Regions from separate parts of the Mus musculus genome. Here region 1 is linked to region 2. The links are chromatin contacts, called in public Hi-C maps. All regions are on one chromosome and are shown on one strand. The core of a region is the stretch at or near the end of the contact, and the rest is flanking DNA. Distances in the headings are between cores, read along the strand shown.

Evidence for each region. A called contact is a pair of places that touch in the nucleus more often than the background predicts.
Region 1: a contact with region 2 is called in a Hi-C map of bone marrow-derived macrophages, with 26 read pairs. The contact joins two enhancer-like sites. A contact is called at or near these places in 2 of 15 datasets of contacts at CTCF or cohesin (the NIH/3T3 cell line and pro-B cells), 8 of 484 Hi-C or Micro-C datasets (bone marrow-derived macrophages, cerebral cortex, cortical neurons and 3 more) and 3 of 115 datasets of contacts at active chromatin or transcription factors (bone marrow-derived dendritic cells and bone marrow-derived macrophages).

Annotation. Positions count from the first base shown.
Region 1 is chr1:138,037,601-138,041,036 of GRCm38.p6, forward strand. No RefSeq gene overlaps it. Among named protein-coding and RNA genes, the nearest start is that of Gm34353, 45 kb to the left of the region's middle. Within about 2 kb of position 1,686, at least 87 of the 459 cell types and tissues checked have an H3K27ac peak or open chromatin away from gene starts, as enhancers often do. A contact at or near this core is called in bone marrow-derived dendritic cells and bone marrow-derived macrophages, where this site is marked.
Region 2 is chr1:137,750,634-137,754,041 of GRCm38.p6, forward strand. No RefSeq gene overlaps it. Among named protein-coding and RNA genes, the nearest start is that of Gm34306, 16 kb to the right of the region's middle. Within about 2 kb of position 1,263, at least 71 of the 459 cell types and tissues checked have an H3K27ac peak or open chromatin away from gene starts, as enhancers often do. A contact at or near this core is called in bone marrow-derived dendritic cells and bone marrow-derived macrophages, where this site is marked.

The DNA.
Region 1 (3,436 bases), core at 436-2,935, 290 kb after region 2:
CAGCTTGAGCCTGGCCCAAGCTCACTGGTCCTGTGTAAACACCCACATACGTCCTCTTCAATGTGCCTGGTCTCAGACAGCAGGGTGGACCTGTTATGCCTGGACCTCAGCTAAACCAAGGGTGCCAGGCTGGGGCTGGCTGCCCTGCAACCCACAGAAGATTATTCAGATGCGGGAAAAGGATCCCGGCTTCCCGTCCTGACTTGTATCCAGTGGCTCTGAGAAGCAGGACATGGAGAGAGCTACTGCTGCTGCATCTGTGGGATTCGGAGACTGTCTCTCCTTCCTGTTAGTCCTGCAGCTGTGAAAAGTGAAGACCAGATGTAAACTTTAGCTTTGTCAAAGCAGATTAGTGTAATACCTGACAGGCACAACCCTCAAATGCAAGGCTCTTTGGTAGGAGTTCTAATCTGCAGCCTGCTTTGGTGGCTACACTCAAGGGGAGGCCCCACGGCAGAGGAGAAAGATCTGTTGTTGTTCTTTAGTTTCAATCTTTAAAAAAGGCAAACAACATGAAAATAAAATTAAATTGCAGGACAGCTCACGGTCAAATCTGCAGAGTTTATGATTTCTGGATCACTTTGTGATTTGCACAGCAGCACAAACCTCAGTTACAAGAAGCCCCGAGGGCCTGCCCCCATGGAAACTCTGTGTCTGTTGTGCTTGTTGTAATGTAGAGCGCCTTCCAGGTGCTGGTAAAACACCCGGACCTGTGAAATAGAAGGGTTTCCTTAAAACATGTCAGGAATGTTAGTTTAGAACTTATTTATGACATTCACAAAGACTCTTACTTGTAAAAAGTATTTATTTTTATTTATACACACATGTACTGTGTGTGTGTGTGTGTGTGTGTGTGTATGTACATGTCTATCTGTGGTATGTGTCCACTTGCCCTCTGAAGTCAGAAAAGGGCATCAGAATTATAGCTAGTTGTAAGAAGCCTGAATTGCGTGCTGGATACTGAACTTATAACCCCAGCAGCAGGACTGCATTTAACCATTGCACCATCTTTCTGACCCAAACTCACACATTTTTAATGTGGCTAACCTTCATGAAAGCATCTTGAAGCACTGTGGTTAAAAAGTGCTTAGCCCTCATTTCTATATTTGTCTTCTATAATAATGGAAATTTTGATACGTATAAGAACACCACTGGCTCAGCCTTTCTTGTAGCTAAATGTGGCCGTGTTGTAAGTTCTGACCAACGGCATAAGAACAGAGGTAAGAAGCAGGTGTGTTCAAGTGTGCATCGTCTATATCATACCACAGAAAAAGGAGAGAGCACTACTTCTCTCCACTTCTCTCTCACTTGCTGAAACATTGCTGAGGTAAAGAAAGTCTGTGGCTGATTCAATCATATCAATGAGTAATAAATGCAAAACACACTGACTGTCATTATCAATGTAAATGTTTGTGTGGTCCCAGGCACATTACGTAAGTTCTCCAAATTTCCTTCCCTGCTTTAAAGGCAAAATCCCACAAGGAATATAATAAATATCGGGGGTGGCGATTGTCTATAAAATAAGACAGGGAAGCAGTGCCTGTGTTTTTAAACTGCTGAATGCAAAAGACCAGAAGACAGAAGCAGAAACATGGCTGAGGGAGTGGCCAGTAGACAGGGGAGCCAGTATTGGCAGGCTCATCTCCTTCATGAGGCCACCTTGGGGGATTCCTTGTGAGTAGAGACAGGAGTCTGTGGTCAGTGCTAGAGCTCTTTGTTAGGACTTAACAGTAACAGGAAGAGTGACTCAGTATCCTGCCTTGAAGGATGGAGAAGCTGAGTCTGCTTTGAAACTTCCTCTCTGAAGTGGGGATTTGTCTGGGAACCAGACAATGAGAACTAAGCCTCTGCCTATACCGAGATCAAAGGGCCCAGGCAAGGCCAGGTGGATGGGAAAAGAGACAAAGAGAGCAAGTAGGCTGGCTTCTGACAGCATGAATTCTTACTAGACTGTGGTTAAGCTGAGTTAGTAGGTAAAGCACCTAAGCCTGAAGCTGTAGCCTAGTTCTACACAGCTCTTATTGGTACCTAAGTCTAAATCTTATGACCAGGGGAGGAGATTTTTTTGTAAAGATAACGAACCATAAGACTCACTTATAAGAACTTTATTGTGATAAATCATTCTTTTTTATTTTTATTGTTAATACAGTTGTGTGTGTGTGTGTGTGTGTGTGTGTGTGTGTGTGTACATACATGTTGTGTGAGCACATTTGTATATGTGTGCACGTGCTGGTAGAGGTGAGAAGAACACTCACTTCAGGCATTATTTTTCAGGCATCTTCCAACTTTGGTTTGTAAGAGCTTGCAATTCCCAAGACCTTTACCTAACAGGTTAGTTAACTAGACAGGGAGCTACAGGAATCTGCTATTTGCTGCCCCCCACCCCCATCTCACCATGGCAAGGACGTCTACCATCCTTGCCTTGTGATGGGGATCTCAAAGATCCACGCAGTGGTCCTAATGCTTGGATGACAATTGCTTCTCCTAATCTTGTAATAGATTTTGTACATTATCTCAGACAGGCTTTATTTCAGCCCTTGGAAATAACTCTCATAAGTTCTAAGTTTCATAAGAAAACTGGAACTAGCCGGGCATTAGAAAATTGGTCCTTAAATTCAACCACAGTATTTATCATTAAACTAGAAAGTGTGAACTGGCAAGTAATTAATAACATCGTCTCAATTTTAGAGAAATGTTTTGCAGAAAAACCAAGCTCTGAGCAACTAAGGAATTGTTCTCAAGTCATGCAACTGTGTCAACAGGACATGTCTCAAAAGTTAATTCTGTAAGGTTGATTCACGCCCCCTCCACAGTCTGCCTTGCAAAGTCAGGGCATCCAGTTCTTTAGGAGCTGCAGTTTCAGACAAGCTGGGGCATCTGCCCACCCACCTTTCAAAGGGCCTGCCTGCACTGTAAGCGCAGGGCCTTCTCCTCCTGCAGAGGATGATTCTTCAACAGGGCAGCCATCGGCAGTCCTGTCCACCCCCCTACTTCCCACCACTCCCTTCCATAGACCCAAGGGCCAATGCTCAGGTCTCTGGATTTCTCCCTGATTTCTGCTTGCTAAGTTTCTCAGCCAAGGGAAAACCATTAAGTGTCAAATTGCATGAACAGAGCGTCCAAGTAGCTGCCTGTTCCAGGACCAGTGCCTGCCAAAGGACCTTAAATAAACTCGGCTGCAGGGGAGATGCTGAGATGATTCCTATGTGGTGTGTTTAGTTTGTTAAATGAACACACAGAGCGCAGTTTCATCTGATTAGTTAGCGTGAGTCACAAGAGCAGACAACACAGCAGGCTTTCCCCCCTCTCTTCTCTTCTTCTCTTCTCTTCTCTTCTCTTCTCTTCTCTTCTCTTCTCTTCTCTTCTCTTCTCTTCTCTTCTCTTCTCTTCTCCTCTCCTCTCCTCTCTTCTCTTCTCTCCCTCCCCCTCCCCCTCT
Region 2 (3,408 bases), core at 13-2,512:
TAGATTCTCAGCTATAAAATACCCAATAAATTTATCATTTCTTACCATAGTTATTTGTCAGAAATATCACTGATATTTTTCTTAGGATACAAACTGCTAGATATTCAACAGTTTAAAGAAATTGTCATTTTATTTTCATTTTACTGATTATTATCCAGAACCCCAAATGTAGCACACATCACCTATTTTAGTTACCTAGTTCTTTTATTTACTCTTTCTTGCTAACAGTAGCTATCAAGTAATAATACTTCCCCCTATTTAATGAGAAAGTGCAGTTAAGGAAAAGGCACATTTCACCTATCGCCTGGGAGCTAAGAAGAGTAATTAAAATATTGGTTGATCAGATCCCAAAGCTTGCCCTTTTGTGGTCTTTGTGGATTACTTTAGTTTTTCTAGCCATCTCTTAGAGACGGTGACATGCCACGTTGTTGGACACTTCTGAATGCCCAGCACAGCATTAAAGTCTTGCTGAGAACAAAGGAGCGCATGGCAGTGCCAACGGCACTGTAGAGCTCCCATTCTAGCTGAAGTATGAGTGTTGACATGATGACATTGGGAGAATATTTAAGCTAATGTGTGTGTTGTAATTGCTGTTTACAATTTCTATTAAGAGTGACATCAACAAGGTAGAAAAGCACACTTGAATTTATTCAGAGACACCCAATTTAACAGTCATGTAAAGACCCAAATTTATCTTTATAAGGTTACCAGAAATCAAATAAGAAATTGCAATACCTTAGGAGATCACTCGGCTGAGAAGCAGGCATTGAAATCAGCAAGGGGAGCAATTCAGTTTACTCATGGCAACCCTACCTCTAATATGTATTGCAGCTCATGACTCATCTTAGTACTTCCCTCTTGTCGGACAGAGAGCAGCCATGCACGCAGATTTTCAACTTTATGATGTACTATATGAGGAGTAATTTCTGTCACCTAACTTCGCAGCCGACATCCATGGATCAACATAGTTGGAGGATAACAGAGAGTTGCATAATGTAGCTGGCAGCCTCATGTGACCACAAGTTTGGCAAGATTAGGGGAAGGCACCCAGTCCCTGACTTTTCTCTGAGGAGAGGGGGTGGGGGAGGAAGTGAGTGTGTCTCCAATGTTCCAGCTTTTCTGAGAATTCACTAATAGACAGTTTCTGTCTCACTTTACCACTCAACTGGAGTACTGCTGCGAACCGACAGTGTGGAGGCCTGGGGGCAGTGGAGAACAATGGAAAGCAGAACAGCAGCTGGCATGACCTTGTGATCCGGGATGGTGCAACAGAGGGTCATAGAGAGCTTCTCTATGATTGCAGCAACAGAAGACCAGAGAGAGAAAGGGAGAGAGGGAGTGCCGAGAGCCACAGGACAGGGAGGGAGAGGGAGATATGAAAGAATGGATTAACACTTATATCTAAAGCCATAAAGTAGCTGAATATATATGTCATTAGCTTCCAATTCTGACTATCGGCTGTCTACAAGAAAGTAAAAAAAAAATAAAAGAAAGATTAAAGGGATGAAATAATTAATAAGGGACGTAATAATCTCAAACAGACACACACCTAGCACCAAGCCACCAAAAATAACTAAAGCAAACAGTAGCAGAGATAGCTGCTAGTCGGGGAGAGCCAGACAGGAATGCAGTGATAACAGAGAACTTCAGTTCTTTACTTCTGATAATGGATAGATCACCCAGATAGAAAAGAAAGAAAAGAACATATTTGACAGCAAAAGAGATGAACCTGTCCCACCAGATACCTACAGTACATTGTATTCAAGAGAGAAACACCATATGTTCTTTCCAAGCACAGTTGGAACATTCTCCAGGAAATCTCTCACTGGTTTACAAAGCAGGTCTTAGTGACTTTCAAACAAGTGAAATCATTTTAAGTATCTTCCCAGCCCTGTCCCCACAAAATCACTGGAAGGAAGCTACACTTGACCAGCTGAAAGAAGAGTGAAAATTTTACACATACATGGAAAAAGAGCAGGAGGATCTTTGCTTGAAGTGGGTTATTGGTAATAATAATAAACAACTTTGGTACTGATTTATTTACTTTATGTACTGTATTTTCAATAATGCACTCTTTCTAGTTATTAAGAAAAACAGCGTTCTGATAGACAGTCCCTCATGAAGCATTCCAGAAACCTCCAAGTCATGGGCCACATCCCATCCAAATTACTACCCTATCCTGTTCCGTGTAGCAAGACACAAGAGTGGTCAATAGTGGCTTCCGTGGTCCTGACTGGGAAAAGCCTGGACTGTGTTGTATTTGCATCTTTTGTTTTTTAACTAACGAGTTTGGAAAGTCCAAGCAAAACATTTTCCAAATACAAAAATACTTGCAGAGCAAATGAATATGGAGAAAATATGTTCGGCAGCTGTACAACGTGTTTGCGATTTAAGCCAAGTTCTATAAGTTCTATTATAAGAGAAAAGATATTAGTTACAAAGCTTTAAAGTTTATAAATTAAGAAGTTACCATGAGTTGAGGCTAATCTATTTTTTTTCTTATGAAGGTAAACATTTACTTGGTGCTAAGTTACAGTTTCAGAGGTTCAGTCCATTATCATCATGGTGGGAAGACATGGTGCTGGAGGAGCCCACAGTTCTACACCTTGATCCAAAGGCAGCAAGGATCTTCTGCATTTGGATATATTTGACAATAGGACCTCCCCCAACCCCACAGTGATGTATTTTCTCCAACTGCCACATCAATTCCAAGGCCACACCTCGTAATAGTGCCACTTCTCCTGGGCCAAGCGTATTCAAACCACCACAGAAGTCAAAGGCTGACTATTATCTGTAAGCCCTTATGATGACAGCAACAAAAGCAAACCCTGAATTACACACTCACAACATTCAGTGCTACACAATAAATGTGCACATTATAAAGGGAGGAACAGAGGTGTAGAAAGCAGGACCAAAACCCAGCAGAGAAAATGTTAAATCCTATTCCATGTCTAACACTAATCTATTTTTGAATGAAGTACTGGCTATCAAATTTTATGAAGCTTTAGTAAAGTGGTTGTATGGATCCTCAAGAGGTGGCAATCAGGTGATCGGCCACCACATTTACTCTCTGACTTCTACAGCCATGAGGGACACTCCTCAAGACTGCTTCAGACAGGCACACTGAATTTCCTTTTTATGCTGTGTTAGTTGCTTTTATTCTGTTGCTGTGCTAAAACACTGACCCAAGCAGCCTGAGGAAAGAAGCGTTTCTTTCAGCTGACAGTTTGAGACTTCAGTCTATCACTCGTTGGAAGGTCATAAGACTTCAAAAGTCTTATGCCATGGACACATGGCATCTGCAGCCACAAAGCAAAAACCGATGGCTGCCCCGGCTTAGCTAGATTTCTCCTGAGTCCCAGAGTCAGAGGCTAGGGAATGTTTAGCCTAGGTCCTCTACTTCAACTA